Linked DNA regions of Oryctolagus cuniculus: region 2 is linked to region 1. A link is a contact called in public Hi-C data. All regions are on one chromosome and are shown on one strand. Each heading gives the region's core, a stretch centred on a gene start, on an enhancer-like site or on the middle of the called end of the contact. The rest is flanking DNA. Distances are from core to core; before and after follow the strand shown.

The links. Hi-C and Micro-C count contacts between places; a contact is called where the count stands out from the background.
Region 2: a Hi-C map of an unstated tissue shows a contact between it and region 1, with 6 times the contacts expected there. The contact joins the enhancer-like site here to the promoter of FOXD1 in region 1. A contact is called at or near these places in 2 of 6 Hi-C or Micro-C datasets (ear pinna and an unstated tissue).

Annotation. Positions count from the first base shown.
Region 1 is chr14:37,517,216-37,522,751 of mOryCun1.1, reverse strand. It overlaps FOXD1 (forkhead box D1), which reads right to left and starts at 2,884. Exons shown (of 1, transcript XM_070056891.1): 1 at 513-2,884. The coding sequence starts at 2,743. The coding sequence ends at 1,187.
Region 2 is chr14:37,782,997-37,788,532 of mOryCun1.1, reverse strand. No RefSeq gene overlaps it. Among named protein-coding and RNA genes, the nearest start is that of TMEM174, 34 kb to the left of the region's middle. Within about 2 kb of position 2,967, at least 1 of the 8 cell types and tissues checked has an H3K27ac peak or open chromatin away from gene starts, as enhancers often do.

The DNA of each region.
Region 1 (5,536 bases), core at 1,635-4,134:
ATTCATATTTGCACATATTGTCTCACATCACTTTACTGATAGGCCTCTCAATTTTCCTAATAAAAATGTTAAGCCAGAAACTGCCTCTTTGCCTCTATTACAACATAATAGTATGTTGTAGATATTTTTCAGATATGTGCAACTGTTGTGAAAAGTGAGCAGAAAATAAATGAAGTGGAACACTCAAACATAAAAATTCCTCTTACAGTAACTGGCTTTGCTCTAAAATGTCTGAACACCCTCTAAAAGAGAACAGAGTCAGACTTGGAGATGCACACCCCAGTAACTTTTATCTGTAGTCGTTTAAAAATAATTTCTGATTTCCTGTGATGGTTTTGACTTAGGAAGTCACAATGAAAAATCATGGCGTGATGCTTCTGCTAACTTCTCTTTGAAAATACTAGTTAGAGCTACTCTATAGCAGGTTCCTATTTACCCCACATAGAAACTTTTCTTAACAGAAAAGAAAATAATCTAAGAAGAGGACGACCAAAGCCACTCATCTTAGTGGGTTTTCTTTAAAAAGTAAGCATTTTATTTCTGAAAAAGTGTAAAAATCTTACATTAGAATAGTACAATAATAATTGCCGTAAAATTTACAATACCCCTTGTAGAGAATACGCAGTAAGTACAAAATTAAAATTCCGCGTGTCCATTATGATACAAAACACAGGTTAAAATAAGAAACGATAATTTGACTTTTTTTTTGCTTGTGTAAACATGTTAATCATTGCTTCCTTTTCATGAGAAAGTACATCAGACAAGTGTCCTCCAATAAAAAGTATTGCTTCGCCGGCATTTTCAATCCTTTCACTACGTGTGTATTACTCTTCTTTTGAACAGTATGAACTTTGTTCAACGCCTGGACCTGAGAATCTCTACACCTTGAAAAGGCTTCGATTTTTTTTTTTTTTTTCCTTCAATCTGCTTAAGGTCAAGGCAGGCCCCAGTGCCTGGACTGGCGGCCCCCGTCAGCGCCCCGCTCCTGCCCGGCCCGTGCGGGGGCTGCGGCGCGGGGCGCCCGTGCATAAATAGAGGGACCCGCGGAGCCGAGCGGCGCGCCCGGAGTCAGTCCCGCACCGTCTGTGTGCGAGACTGCAAGACAGCGAAAACGAACCCCAAACCACCCAGACGAATAAAGGAGCCGGGGTTCCTACCTGCTGTTCTCAGGGCGCTAACAGCGTTATTAACAATTTGAAATCCTAGCAGTAAAGTTCTCCACACTGGACAGGGCAGTCCCTTGGTGCAGAGTCCCCAGCGCGGCCGACGAGGAGACGGAGGAGGCGGCGGCGGCGGCGGCCGCCACGAGCGAGCGGGTGAGCGCGGCGGCCGGGCCCGCAGCCGCCTGCGTCGCGCAGCCGCCGCCGCCGCCGCCGCTGGACCCGGAGCCGGACACGAGCGCGGGTGCGGGTGCGGGTGCGGGCGCGGCCGGCGCGGCCGGCGAGGCCGAGGGCGAGGCCTGAGCGGCAGCGGCCGCGGCCGCGGCGGCGGCAGCGGCGGCGGCCGGGCCCAGGCTGCCCCCGATGATGCTCTCGATGGAGAAGGGCGAGCGCGCCAGAGCCGAGGCGCCCGGGCCGCCGGCCTTGGCCGCCGAGGCCTGCAGGGGGCCGGGCAGCGCGGCGCCGAGCGGGTGCGGCCGGTAGCCGAAGGCGGTCCGTGCCAGTTCGGCGGCCGCGCCGTGCGGCGGGGGCGGCGGCGGCGGCGGCGGCGGCGGCGGGGGCGGCGGCGGCGGGGGCGAGTGCGGGTGGAAGGCGGCGGCGGCGGCGGCGAAGATCGCCGAGGGTGGCGCGTAGGGCGGCAGCTGCAGGCCGTAGCCGCAGCCATAGGGGCCGTAGCCGTAGGCGTGCGGCGGCGGCGGCGGCGCGGGCGGGAAGAGCGCAGCGGCGGCGGCAGCGGCGGCGGCGGCGGCTGCAGCAGCGGCGGTGGGGTCGCCCGCGCCACCCCCGGCCCCCGCGCCACGCAGCAGCAGCGACTCCGCGGCGGCGGCCGCGCTGGGCGCGAGCAGCGGCTGGCGCTTGAAGCGCTTCCTCCGGCGCAGGAAGCTGCCGTTGTCGAACATGTCGGCCGACTCGGGGTCGAGCGTCCAGTAGTTGCCCTTGCCCGGGTTGCCCGGCTCGCGGGGGATCTTGACGAAGCAGTCGTTGAGCGAGAGGTTGTGGCGGATGCTGTTCTGCCAGGCGGGAAACTTCTCCCGGTAGTAGGGGAAGCGACCGCTGATAAACTCGCAGATCTCGCTCAGCGTCAGCCGCTTCTTGGGGCTCTGCAGGATGGCCATGGTGATGAGCGCGATGTACGAATACGGCGGCTTCACCAGCGGGTTCTTGGCGCCGCCGCCCGCGCCCCCCGCGCCCACGCCGCCGCCTCCACCGCCGCCGCCTCCCCCAGCGCCCGGGCCCGCGCCCGCGCCGCCGCCACCGCCGCCACCGCCCCCTCCGGCCCCGGGCCCCGCCGCCGGGGCCGGGCCCGGGGGCGCCGGGGAGCCCTCCGCGCGCGGGGCCAGCAGGATGTCGTCGTCGTCGTCGTCGTCCTCCAGGTCCTCCAGCTCGTCCTCGCCTGCGTACGAGCGCCGCCGCCGCAGCTGCCGCCGCCGCCGCGCGGGCACGGCCAGCCGGGGCCCGCCGCCGCCGCCCTCGTCGTCGTCCTCCTCTTCCTCGTCGTCGTCGTCCTCTCCCTCCCCCACCACGTCGATATCTGTCTCCTCGGCGAGGCCGCAGGCATCGGACATCTCCGTGCTCAGGGTCATAGCTGTGGCGCGGCGGGGTGGCACATAGGGGCGCCGGAGTCCGGGCTCCGCGCGCGCCCCAGCCCGGGTCCCGGGCTGCCGGCCCGGCCCGGGGGCGCCACGCTGGGGGCGCGGCGGCGCCGGCGGCCGGGGCTGCGTGCGTGGGGCCTCGCGGGCCGCGGCGGGGCCTCGCGCGGCGACTTTGGAACTCTCGCGCCGCCGCCGCACTCGTCGCGCGCCTTCCGCGCTCCGGGGTTCGGCGCGCACCAGCCGGGGCAGAGGACTTGACCTTCTCTTCCGCGGCTCGGCTTCGGTCGGTTCCGTGGAGGGGTGGGCGAATCCAAGCTGTCGGGCGCGCGGGAGGGTGCGGGACGTGTGAGAGCCCGGACACGGAGCGCGGCGAGGCCGGGGCTGAGTCCAGGAGAGGGCGGACCTTTCCCGGGCTTATAGCAGAAGGGGGCCTGTCACATGGTGCGCACGTCAGAGCGCGGCCGAGGGAAGGGAGAGCGAGCTCGGAAATCAGCCGTGTTCGGGAGAGAAAGTTCACCCGTAGGCGGGGGCAGCGCACGCGAGGGCGGGGAGGAAGGAGGACCCCCGCCATTCCTGCCCAAGCGGTGGAGGCTGAATTACGTGGTGGTCTGTCAGGGGTCGCAGCCCGCTTCTCCCCTTCTCGGCCCTCCACCCCAACGCCACAGGGTCTGATAGCTCCAGGGTCCCCCGCAGCCGTCTGGCTAGGGGCAGAACCGCCGCGTCCTGAGGTGGTCCCTGGTTGGGCGCCCCGGGGATCTGTTGGAACAAGCGGTCCCCCCAACTCCCCGAGCCAACCGATGGGGAAAACCCCCATCTAAGCACGGCAATAATTGCGTATTGACCCTGCAACCCGTTCCCCTCGGTTCTTCTCCAAAGACGTCTGTTTTCCGCCGTCTGTTAATGAGAGCGCAACAAGCCGGCGTTTTGGTCACTCTTCCTGCGCTTGAACGCTCCGGAGTCCGAGCAGCCGAGAAGACCTGACGAGTCCTTAGGGGTGGAGAGAGCCATCACTGAATGCGGAAAAGTGATGGGATATTTTGGTGGAAACCCAAAGACACACAGACAAGTCGCACCTAGTAACGGCTCAAACAAGTTCCTTCGAACTGGACGGTCCGTAACAATGCCATCCCGATCAGCGTTTCGTAGCAATCTCAAAATATCTAAATTACTGAAACATGTACATAATAGTTCCACGCAGGCAGGCTTAGTAATAGACGCTACGAGGATACACAAGAACTTAAGAGCAACTTTTTAAAACGTGGTTTTAGAAAATTCATTCAATATTTCCAGTAACTCCTAGTAAAGATAAACGAATTTGTCAAATATCTGAATCCAGTTCCATTCGCATCAGTTTTCGTTTTCAGGTCGCAAGGCAGGGGAACCAGCCACAGACACTGCTGTCTTAGGGATGCCTGGCTTTATCATCAGCCCTTGATTATTTTGGCTATTGGAAAACCCTAGTCCTTTGTGGAATTCGAATTCACACTGCTACACCTTCTGGGTCTTTGCATCTCTTAAGGTGCTTTTCTTTCAAGGTGCTGACCTTGCCTTGAGAAGGTAACTTTCTGATTTAAATGCCCAGCTGACAAGCACCGAGAATGAAAGCCGAAGGTTTTTTCTAGGAGCATCTTCAGCTGCCCCTGTGGGTATCATTTCGTGCACCAGGCACTTTTCACGTCTTGAAACGCCCGCTCTCTACCGTTATCAATCACGGAGCCTTAAAAACAAACTGTTCCTCCATCCAACACTCCTTTTAAAATCGAGTTTTTGTTGCAGAAGGCAGCTACTGCCATGCAACACTTACAAATGACCCATAAAATCTACCATACATCTTGGAAAGATCTATGGGAACCCCTCAACGTTCTAAATAAATCATTTTTCACTGGCTGTCGTTTGATGTACGGCTGGACCGTTTAATTGTTGCGGCGGGCTCTGCGTCGACCTGCGCCTGCGTTAATCAGCGCTTGACTCAGGCATCGCATCGCCCTGTGGGTGCAGCCAGGGGTCCCTACCCTCGGAAAGTGTAAGTTGTCAAAGTACTCGGTCGATATCTAAAGAGACACCGCGGTGTCCGCAGCGCCGAGGGTTGGTGCGTGGCGAAGTGCGTGAGGACGAAGCACCGAGGAAGAACTCTTCCCTGGTTCCAGGGGTCCCGCGCCCTGAACTTGCGTGTCCAGGAAGAGCGCGCGGGGCGGGCGGCGCGTTCCCTCCGTGGCAGTGTCCTCAGGTCCCTTCCCACAAGGCTAAAGGGCGCCTCCCTGGAAACGTTTGGAAAACGTGGCAAGTTATCTTCGGGCCGCTCAGGGGAATGTGTGGGGAGTTCCCGAAGGTCGCAGCGGAAGATCAATCGGCAGGAGCCGCTGCAGGGCCGGCCAGTGTTACGAGAGCCGCGGGTGAGCTTTGCCGAAACCCCGCATCCCGGAGCGCCGCGCGCTTTGCGTGCCTTAGCGAAGCCGCACGTCTGCACGCGCCCTGCAGCGCCGCGCCCCTCAGTTCTCCAGGCGCGGAAACCCCAGCGGGTCACGTCCCGCGCGCCCCCTTTCGCTCCCGAGCCTAACGCGCTCCCGGTGTTGGGCTGCGGCTGCAGGGAAATCCCGCCTGCGCCCCCTGAAAGCCCCCCGCGCGCCTCATGCGTGTCCAGGACACAGGCACCTTCCCCAGGGCCACCGCTCTCCTGCTCGCCCTGCTCGCGTGGACGCGGAAAGGGGCCCGCGCAGGGCAGCGCTGCCCCCTGGTGGCGGCGCGGCGCTGTGTGGCCATCGCGCGGCGCTGGGGCTAGGCCCG
Region 2 (5,536 bases), core at 1,718-4,217, 270 kb before region 1:
GGACCCGCCCCCCGGGGTGGGGGAGAAGGGGTGGAGGTGGGAGTGCAGGCAGGCTAGAGCTTTAGATCACCCCCCCACCCCAGACAGGGACTGGCTAGCAGCTAGAGCCAGGAAGAAAAAGACGCGAATGTGCAGCATGTTCAACGTCTGTGACTTTTTATGTTCTTGGAATGAGTCAAGAACTCAAGTCTGGAGTTTGGACAGGAAACTGGAACTCAGTGGGAGGTCTGTGAGGCTGGGGGAGGGGGGCACTTGCAGGCTTTCACAACACAAAACAGGCGGCTTTCAGCGGTGCTGGCTGGGCAGCAGCGGGGAGGGTGGTGTCCCCGCAGCCTGGGCCCGCCGCCGCCTGGGAGCCGAGGGGCAGGTGAGGGATCCGATCCTCCCTGTGTGTGCCTGGGCTGCCCAGGGCCTGGAGCTGCCAGGGAAATGCTTTGCTTCCTGGGGGGCCCCCTTGCTCAGGCCCACAGGACATGGGGAAGGAGCCAGCCACGCCGGAAGACCCCTGAACCCCTGAAGATGACACGGCCTTCTCCACTGTAGCAGTGGGCCAGTGACCAGGGCGACCGGGAATCTGAAGCCACGAGTCCAGCCCGAGGCAGGATGAGCCGAGAGTGGGACATGCTTAATTACTTCAGGGTAAGAAATCTGTGCTTCGTGAAGCCGCCAGCTGTCTGCGCTTTTGTATATTTTAATTGTTTGTTTGTTTTACAGTTTGTTGTTGTGGGTGTTGTTATTTCAGTAAAACTGTAAGTAAGGGGAGGGTAGCGGGGTCCTCGCCCTTGCCTGCCAAGCCCAGCCCCAGGAGCAAGGGGTCCCGGTGGGGCGGAAGCATCTCCAGGGTGTGGCAAATCAGGGCCCAGAGGGGCTGCTCTTGGCTCTCCGTCTTCAACACCTTGCAGGAAGGAGGGAGATGGCACTTCCAGTGGCATTTTGGGCACTGTGGACCGACAGGGAAGCATCCTTTCTGACAAACACAAGGCCCGGGGACCGGCACTGTTGTGGGGTTTGGTGGGCGCTGCCACAGGCCTCCTGGCTCAGCCATGGCCCTCTGTGGCCCAGCCCCCTATGCCCTCTCCAGCCCTCCAACAAGAACAGAGTAACTACAAGTCCTGAGGCTCCAGAGCTGCCTGACTCCAATTAACGCTAACCCCTGGCAAGCAGTAAGCCTCAAAAAAGCTCCAAAGGAAGACCTTTCTCTCTGTCTCTCTCTCTCTCTCACTGTCCACTCTGCCTGTCAAAAAAAAAAAAAAAAAGCTCCAAGCTGTTTTCAACACGCGGATCATTTATTTATTTATTTATTTGAAAGTCAGAGTTACAGAGAGAGGGAGGGAGGGAGAGACAGAGAGAGAAAGATTTTGCATCTGCTGGTTCACTCCCCAAATGACTGCAATGGCCAAGGCTGGGCCAGGCAGGAGCCAGGAGCCAGGAGCTTCTTCTAGGTCTCCCATGTGGGTGCAGGGGCCCAAGTACTTGGGCCATCTTCTGCTGCTTTCCCAGGCACATTACATTAGCAGGAAATGGAAACAGCCCGGGACTTGAACTGGTGCCCACGGGGGATGCTGGTGCTGCAGATGGCAGATTAACCTGCTGTGCCACAGCGCCAACCCCTAGCATTCTCTGAATGTGTGTCCCACTGACCACTCTTTTGATAAGGCAAACAATGCCACAGCTGAAGCCACCCAGGGATGGAAGGTCACACCTACGACCAACGTCAAGGTCCCCAGGTCCCAAGGCCCTGCTGATTCCTTGAGACATTGACAATCTCCATGGATCACACAGCAAAGGGGTGCCAGCACGGCCACCAGGAATTCCCCAGGTTCACACTCCTAGCTATAGCCCAGAAAACATCTCCACAGAGGGGAGGGGGGAAATCTGTTCAGGAGCTGGAAGCTGAGAAACACACTTGGTAAGCAAATACTTCAAAGTCCACCAGAGAATTCCCATAAAACACAGGCCCCCGTGCAGCAACCAGAGAGTGATTTAGACCCAGCTGGAATTTCTAGGGAGGAGGAGGAAAACTCACCTACTCTGTCCAGGGCCCCCTGAGTCATCTGTCACCTGCCATGAGACCCCTGAACCAGCAGAAATCTGAATGTGCACAGCCTACTGCCCTAGCCCTGGTGCGCGAGCCTTATTCCCAGGCCGACAGCCAGCAGCGGAGACCCAGGCCAGGCAGGGCGCTCGCCAGTTTTGGACGCATTCTGTTTTGTGCTCCTGTGAGCAAGGCTGGCTGGATGGGAAATACATTTTCTGGCCGCAGAACTCTTGCTGGCTGGCTCGGTTCAGGGAGGCCACGCACCGGCGACCCGATGGGAAGTGGCAGTTTTAGCAATCCCTTTTGGGCAGGATAGCACCGGCGAAAGGGGAACTTCAAATGCAGGCGACATCGGGTTCTGCAAAGGTGGCTGACCCAGTGGTTACTCCTGGGGCCTCGAGCCCCAGCCCGCAACGGCTCCGGCCCCAGACTCCGCACAGAGCACCCGGGCTGCCTCCAGGACAACCAGGCGGCTGTGCGCACGAGGTGATGCCCGCCCTGAAAGGGTCTTGGCCGCCCTGGCTGTGCCGGGTAAACTGCCTTAGACGGGCGGTGGAGGACGGGGGACTGCTACGGAGTTGCCCGAACCTTCTCGAAGGTCTCGGAGAGTTTCGACCCCCAGAGTCAGAACTGTCCTCTAAGAAGTCCGTGCCTATAGGGCAGCAGCGCAGGATGACCCCGGCCAGGGCGCGGCCACCCTGCTGTCCCCGCCGATGGCCGCAGGGTGGCAGACGGGGTCAGAGGCGGCGAGGGCAGCCGCGGAGGCCGGGGAGAGCCCAGGCGGCGGGGACAGGGCTCCGCAGCCTTCTGGGGTGTGCGGGAGACAACGCCGACCCCTAGACTGCCCAGCTGGACGGCCGCAGCCTCTGCCCCAGCATGTGCCGCCCGCAGCGCCTGGGAGACCGGAGCCAGGACGTGGCCGCGAGGCACGCTCGGGAGTGCCTGGAGCCAAGGACCGCGGGGAGAGTCGTTTCGGCCCCGGCGGCCGACGGCGCGCCCTCCTCCTGCTCCCCGCTCTGCAGGCTCTGAGATCCGCGCGGGCCGTGAGCCCGAGGGCGACTGGGAGAATACGACCCTGAGTTGTGCGGCTGAGAAAGTTCAAATGCAGGAGCCCGTATTTTGTGCCTAGTCTATGCAGGGACACCCTCCGCTCCCTGTGCCTGTGCGGGCTTCCACCGTGCGGGTCACTCCCGCCCGGGTCTCCTCTCCCTGTCCTCCTCCCGGCACAACCGCCTGGTTGTCCTGGAGGCAGCCCGGGTGCTCTGTGCGGAGTCTGGGGCCGGAGCCGTTGCGGGCTGGGGCTCGAGGCCCCAGGAGTAACCACTGGGTCAGCCACCTTTGCAGAACCCGATGTCGCCAGCATTTGAGGTTCCCCTTTCGCCGGTGCTACCCTGCCCAGAGTTAATGCTGGCTGCATCTGAACCCATACTAGCCCAAACTTCTAGTGCGGGGCCCAGGAGGAGGAGGAGGAGGGGGAGACATCTGCCTCGCAGAAACCAAGCCACTTCTTCCGGCCGCTGCTAAGGGCTGAACACAACACTTCCCCCTGTCTGGGAAAGAAACTGCTTTAAAATGACCTTACCCCGTTTGAGATGCCAAGTAACCTTAAAGACTGCAAAATTGTTCCGTTCCTTCCAAGTGGACTTGGGGTGGAAAGGTTGTGGAAGTGCAGCCTGAAGACTGGGGCCATGGCAAAGCCAAGGCCGCTGGGGTCTTCAGTGTCCTCAGAACAAAGCCCCTGTCCTCTCTCCGCGTCCCTGTAGGACCTTATGTCTCCTATTGGAGGGGCACTGGGCACAGCCAGCCTCGGTCCTGGTTGGGGCCGGAGCCAGGGGAGGGGGCTGTGGTTATTGCTGGGTTACACTGCCTGGGTGACGGGGGCAGCAGGCAATGATCCCAGGGTGGCAGCACTGGGGAGTGGGGAGTGCCTGCTTGTAGCAGCTGCTGCCTACCCCGGGCCTGGCGCCCGCGGCTTCTCTGTCACTCAGCTGCTGCTGTTGTCCCTGGGCAGCGGCCCAGGTCCGTGGTTGCCCACTTTCTTTCTGTGGCTCCTTTGCTTCGGTGTTTGGTGATTCATTGACATCTCCAGCAGAGGGAAGGCGGCAGGATGGAAAAGCCGGGACTCTGGCTGCCTGGCTCTGTGTAGCTCTGGGTGCTCCCAGGCCTGGGCTTGGCGGGACAGGAGCTGCACTGTCGGCTAAAATGAGATTTTGGGATTATCTGTGGCTTTAATCTGGCTTCTCACATCTAGCATTTCCACAAGTAATTAGAGATTGCTAGAGACATTCAGAAACTGCATTAGCCTCAAAGAATTTGGAGAAAATCTAAGTAGGCTTAAATACCATCTTGGAGTCCAGAATGTTAATCTCTGGGCTCCAGATGACTAACATTTTTAGAGATCCCCATTTTTTCCCCTCCTGAGGCTAAAATCACTCCTGGGTAATAGAAACTTTTTTTTTTTTTTTTTTTTTTTTTTTTTTTTTTTTTTTTTTACAGGCAGAGTTAGACAGTGAGAGAGAGAGACAGAGAGAAAGGTCTTCCTTTTCCGTTGGTTCACCCCCAGATGGCTGCTACAGTCAGCACACTGCGCTGATCTGAAGCCAGGAGCCAGGTGCTTCCTCCTGGTCTCCCATGCGGGTGCAGGGCCCAAGCACTTGGGCCATCCTCCACTGCCCTCCTGGGCCACAGCAGAGAGCTGGACTGGAAGAGGAACAACCAGGACAGAATCCAGCGCCCCGACCGGGACTAGAACCCGGGAGTGCCGGTGCCGCAGGCAGAGGATTAGCCAAGTGAGCCACAGCGCTGGCCTCATTGGATACTTTTTGAGCACAATGTATTTTACAGGAAGGCATGAGCCAACAGAAGAGCTATTATGCACTGCTGTTGCCTTAAGACAGAACAGGCCGGGTATATTGGTGATTTAAAATTTTTTTCTTCTGCAAAGGTGTATTTTGAATCTAGGGTTTTTTTTTTAAATTAATGTATTTGAAAGGCAGAGTTACAGAGAGAGGATGAGACAGAGGGAGGTTTGGAGGTTCTGTTGGTTCACCCCTCAAATGGCTTCAACGGTGAGACCAGACCAGGCCAAAGCCAGGATCTTGGAACTCTGTTTGGGTCTCCCATCTAGGTGGCAGGGACCCAAGCCCTTGGACCATCTTCCATTGCCTTTCCCAAACACATTGCCAGGGAGCTGGATTGGAAGAGGAGCAGCCAGGACTCGAACCAGTGCTCGTACAGATGCTGAAGGCTCAGATGGCCGCTTGATTTGCTGAGCCTCACTGTTGGTGGACTCTGATGCTGTTGAGAAGAGACGTTGTGTTGGAATGTGTGCAGGAGGTCCACTTCAAAGCATGTGTGCTGACCCTTCCTGGAGAACATTCTGGACCCATAGTGTCCCTTTGGAGCAGTAGGTGAGGCTTAGAGAAGGAGCAGGGCCCTCCTCAGCGCCCAGGGGACTCCTTCCGGACAGCTTGAATGGAGACTCACCCTGAAGTTCCT